Linked DNA regions of Gossypium hirsutum: region 2 is linked to region 1. A link is a contact called in public Hi-C data. All regions are on one chromosome and are shown on one strand. Each heading gives the region's core, a stretch centred on a gene start, on an enhancer-like site or on the middle of the called end of the contact. The rest is flanking DNA. Distances are from core to core; before and after follow the strand shown. Region 1 holds the start of LOC107897720. Region 2 overlaps LOC107897714 (a long non-coding RNA gene).

Region 1 (2,700 bases), core at 71-2,570:
CCACCAATTCAATTTACCTTTTATTTAAATAAGTTTCTAAACTGTATAACTCCTTTATGTAAATCACCTCTCATGCATCAAAACAAAAATTGCTACTAAGGCTGTTTGCCCATCTCTGCAGCACAAATTTAATAAAACAAACATATCAGAATCAGAATCAGAATCAGAATCAGAATCAGAATCAGAATCATGAATCAGAGATTGATATAAAGTTAGAAATCAGGGTTTATGTGTGGAAAAACCTTCTACAACCATATCATTAACACATTATGACTTAAGATAGAATCATAGTTCAAAAAAAGTTAGCCCAACAAATAAATTTCAGCAAAATAACCAAACTCGAGCAGCTGAACACTGCCATTTATTTTACTATACCTCCAGCTGAGCAACAGACTAAAAAGATATATAATATATATCAATAAATTAAATATCAATCTCACCGAGATTATAACTTAAGATAACCAACACTACTTAACTGGCTGAACTCAATGTGATCTCAAATGGAGGATACTTATAGATCATAGTAGTCGGTAAGAAAGCATTCCCATTTGAATTATTCCCTAATCGTTGCTCTTGTGTTCCTAGAATTTTTTACCATGGCACAAGGATACGAATAATTGCCTTCAACTTCACTTTCCTTACTTAAATTAAATCCAAGCCAAGATTGAAACAAACCAGAAAAAAGCGAGACAAAATATTATCTCAGTTAAATTCCTCAATGTTTCTTCATTTTTTTGACTAATCAACATAATCTAGTTTCATCAAATGAAATGCTCCGTTTAACACAGTAAAGCCAGTTTAAGCTCAAAAATTACCAATTTATCCTCTAATTCCTCAAGTTTACATCTCAATCCTACTTAATTCGTCGAACCTCAGCAATTGAACAAAATAAAAAATTAAATACTAATACAAATATGCAGAAACCCCTAACAATTAAATCAAAACGAAAATTAGAGAATAAAACTGAAATAAAAACTCAATCAAAGAAACAAAAAAATAAATTGATCAAGAAAGTAGAAAAAAGAAAACCCTAGAGCTTGCAATCAAGAATGTGAGTAGAAATCTACCTTCGATGAATCGCGAGAAGAGGTGACGAAGGAGGGTGTAATTTTTTAGCAAGCTAATTAGATTGTTTAACTTAGGGACACGATTTTGGTTTACGTGATTGATTCCAAGCTCAAAACTGAAAGTGGAAAGTTCGTACATGGCCATGGAGGTGGAAAGCGAGCCTGTATTTTGATCGGCAATGAAATCTGGTTCAGTTAAATGACTATTATGCCCATGGTTCGCTGTCCTTGGGATGCAAAGATGTCGAGTTTCTGAACGGGAGCTTTTGGGTAATAACGAAAAAATATATATATGTTGAGCCGGCTCCTAACCTAAGACAGCTTGTGCCTCGTGGCCTTGTCCTTCTCTTTGTGAAATTTAATTGGATTATTTTATTGACTAGTGTCTTAAATATTTTTTTTATTATATTAAGTAAATTATTGTCTTTAGTTAATTATAACTCTATTCAAATCATTTTTATACTAATATAAACAAGTTTCAAAATAAAACACTAGATTCATTTTGATTAAAGAAAATATTTAAAAATCTTTTCTTTGTTTTTTGTTGACAAAATTGCTAAATTTAGATGAAATTAAAATATTTAAAGGTGAGAAATTTTTGCAATTTGATATAAAAAGAAAAAAATAATTAAGATAAATTAAAGGCTATTAATAAAAAAGTTAGTTGGATGTGAATTAATCAGCCATCACGTAATTGTAATGGTAATATAAATAATCATTCTCATAGTAAATGCAATAATTTTTCATATCCAATCATGAAACTTCAGCAACTCAGTTTAATTCATCTTGGCTTAACTTTTTCTATTTATTGTATATAGGCGTCCGAGGTCTATTTTGTAATCTAACCTGCTCAGCTCGGCCACCTCACAAGGCCCACACAAGCTAAGCGATAATATGCCAATTCACACTTTCAATTTGGTATTTAAGTTTCTTTTGTCTTAATTTGGTATTTATATTTAATTTTAATATTCAATTTAATACTTCATGAATATTTAACATATGTACTCTAATAAAAAATACAGGTACTTAATAAAGATAAAAAAAATTTAAATATCAAATTAAATATTATAACCAAATTCAAGTATTTAACAAAGACAAAAAAACTCGTATGACAAATTGAACATTGAATGAAAACTTACATTAAGTGTTAATAAAATTAGATCTAATTTTTTCACTAAGGTTTTTTTTTTTGAAAATATTACCAAAACTAAATAAATGCTATCAAAATTATTACCAACAATTTTTGCATTATATTAAAAATCACCAAAATTATTTTAAAAAATTATATTAAAAGTTACCTAAAATATGCGGTTCCGCATGCTGACACCTATTTAATTACCACTGTCAAGGAATGGATTGTTATTAAGCAGACTTGAATGCCCAAAAATATTTACACTTTACTTGATCCACGGGGAATAAAATTAAGGTTCAGGAGTTTCTTGTAAGTGTAGCATAGCATACACTCTGGTCACAAATTTCAATTTTTTAAAAAAGTAAATAGAAAAATGTTGGCAAATCCATAAATGGAAATTAAATCAGGAATAATCTTTATTGCCATACCCCAAAAGAATAACAAGCAAACTACAGAAAAGATTCCTAAATCAACACTATAGAAAAGCAGTGGAAGATGTAC
Region 2 (2,700 bases), core at 26-2,525, 180 kb before region 1:
ATTATTAATTATCCTATTAACTAAAAGTTATTATTAATGATTAAATGGTGGAAGGAAAGAGAGAGATAATTTTCTTTCATCTTTTTTATTCCACTAAACGACAAAACAAAAGAAAAGAATATTTCCTCCAAGTCTTCACTATTGTTGTTACCTTTGAAGACTAATTTGGTAAGATACAAAGCTAATAAACTTAGACCTTCAAAGATGGATATTCAAACAATCTTGAGCCTAGTCGTTTAGTACGAACCATCTTAATCAGGCTATCAATAATTAAGTTATCTTTTCCTAAAATATGCTTGTAGTAACCCAAATCTAGTCTAGACGTTTTAGCTGAATCTGGTGATACCATGGTGATGTCTCGTGATAGTGGTTGAAACTAGGTTGTTACGATAAAATAATTTTCTATTTGTTTTCACTTAACCTTAAAATCGTTACTTATCTAGTCAAACTTTTTTGTAAAATTTATTGCGGAAGTTTTTTTAAGTTGTTTTGAGTAAATCGCGTGTTTAGAGGAAACTTTGTATTTTTGATTTAAACGTCTTAGCAGTTATAAATTCGAAAAAAATAAATAATAACTCAAATTAAGTCAAAGTCCCAGAAAATTCGTAATTTACATTAAAAATTACCCTAGAATATAATTTAAAATTAAAATACCCAAAGTTGAAGAAAAATTTAGGTTTGTGTGGCCACCACCATGTCCTTTGTTGCATTGATTCTTCAAGTCTGGGAATTACCTGCCCAGATTAAGCAGGAGGGGTAAGTTTATGTAAACTCAGTGTGTAATTTTCCGTGTAAACAAACAGATAGTATACAAATTAAATATAGTCTAAAATAGTACCGAAAGTAGCACTAGATAGTAATTTGTAGCTGAGCTATCAGTGTATTAGGCTTAAAGCCTTTCAGTACACTTTCTCCACATATATCATCCCAATGCAATGCAACATACAGTCATAGCATGTTATCGCATAGTGTCATGCATATAATCAGTTCATTATTCTAATCATGCTCAGTATACAGTTATACATATATCATTCAGTCAATTAGGGAATCAAAGCATTGCTTACCGACCCAATAGTAGGTTCACAGTCGTCTTGGGCGACCCGTGAAACCTTAGCAAACAAATCATTAAATTGGGTTCACATGCCCATGTGATCTGCTCGTGTAGCCCAAACGGCCCAGATTGGCCTTGGCCGTGTGGATCACATAGCCTAGCCCAACATCTCACACGCCCGTGTGGGCTCACACGTGTGGCCAACACGGCCCAAATTGGTCGAGCCATATGTCAAACACGACTTACCTAACCATTGCACGACTGTGTGAGGAGCGCACAGCCTGGCTCGTTGCTCACACTCCCGTGTTTCGTCACACGACCTTCCACATGGGCGATCACACGCTCGAGTGGCGTCGACATAATGCTTTTTCAACATTTCATCAATCTTCATTTTTGGTGTTTTGAGTACAGACTTGGTTCGATTTCGACATGTAATCACTCCCAAGCACTCCAGAACCTATATTCGACAATAAAACACAACTTCAGTCACTTAATCCAAATTGCTACGAACAAACAATTCTCGAAAACCATCTACAACCTTACCTTCTAATGAATAATAGGAATTCTATGCCCTTAGAACGCTGATGTATGATATTCAGCCCTTCAATTAACACTTACAACCAGCCAAAACCCCTCTTTAACCAAGATTCAGAAAAGAAAAAACACCCACAAGATGTAGCATCCCAAACCCGGTCCAGACATTGTGGCCGAATCTGACATGCCATATCGAAGCGTTAAAAACATTTTATATTGTTGATCAAGAAAAACTTACTTAGTGTTTTAAAAGATAATTTTATTATAGGTTAAATTGAATGGAAGTTGTGCACCAGGTAGGAAACCGGAAAAGCGGAGGTGAGTCTATCAGATTACCTAAGTAATAAGCTCCCTTCGGATCCAATCCTAGACATGCACACCGTCATTGTCATACTTTAACGTCATGTATATTTTTAGGAAACCGATTTGATTAAGTCTTTTTCAGGAAAAGTGATTAATTATGGAAAATACTTTTATTGCGGAAGCTTTGCTTGTTGTCGTGTTATTTTGAAATCAATTTTTTTTTAAAACGCGCCCTAATGTTATCCAATTTAACAGTTAAAATAAGTAATACCTAACTTAGTAATACATATTAAAACCATCAAAAATAATTAAACGACCTTATTACATTTAAAAGTCCAAACCTTTCAGAACGGGTGGTCACTCCGAATTCCTTCACAGCTTCAAGCCCACTCCGGTTGGGGATTTCCTGCGTAGATGAAAATAAAAGGGGTGAGTTTGGGGAAACTTAATGTGTAAGGAAATCTCATTCAAAACTTAAGTCAGCTCAAGCCTATTGGACTTAAGCCCATTTAGGTAACAATGGTATTGGACCAGAGTCCTTTTCAGATTACAATAAACTGGGCCTTAGCCCCTTATTCAGATAACAGTATGGCCCATAGGCCTATTTCAAAATACATATAACATCAATAACATATGCAAGCCCATTTGGGGAGACTATTCAACCTACCAACCGTTACATTCCACCCGTACTAGCCCTACACTCCATGTGGGGAATAGCTCAACCCACCCAGCCCAACACTCCACAGTTGTAGCCTTACTGCTCAGTTAACAGTAAATTGAGGCAAAGCCTTTAGTACATGGACAAGCCACTT

What was found. Hi-C and Micro-C count contacts between places; a contact is called where the count stands out from the background.
Region 2: a Hi-C map of leaf shows a contact between it and region 1, with 4 times the contacts expected there. The contact joins the enhancer-like site here to the promoter of LOC107897720 in region 1. A contact is called at or near these places in 8 of 34 Hi-C or Micro-C datasets (anther, callus, hypocotyl and 2 more).

The regions. Positions count from the first base shown.
Region 1 is chrA06:19,191,369-19,194,068 of Gossypium_hirsutum_v2.1, reverse strand. LOC107897720 reads right to left here and starts at 1,320. Exons shown (of 16, transcript XM_041115282.1): 1 at 1,068-1,320; 2 at 18-115. LOC107897721 (protein ALP1-like) reads right to left here. Exons shown (of 1, transcript XM_016823271.2): 1 at 2,592-2,700. The coding sequence ends at 2,675.
Region 2 is chrA06:19,366,441-19,369,140 of Gossypium_hirsutum_v2.1, reverse strand. It overlaps LOC107897714 (a long non-coding RNA gene), which reads left to right. Exons shown (of 6, transcript XR_001684261.2): 6 at 1-220. Among protein-coding and RNA genes, the nearest start is that of LOC107897714, 6.0 kb to the left of the region's middle. Within about 2 kb of position 1,275, at least 1 of the 9 cell types and tissues checked has an H3K27ac peak or open chromatin away from gene starts, as enhancers often do. A contact at or near this core is called in leaf, where this site is marked.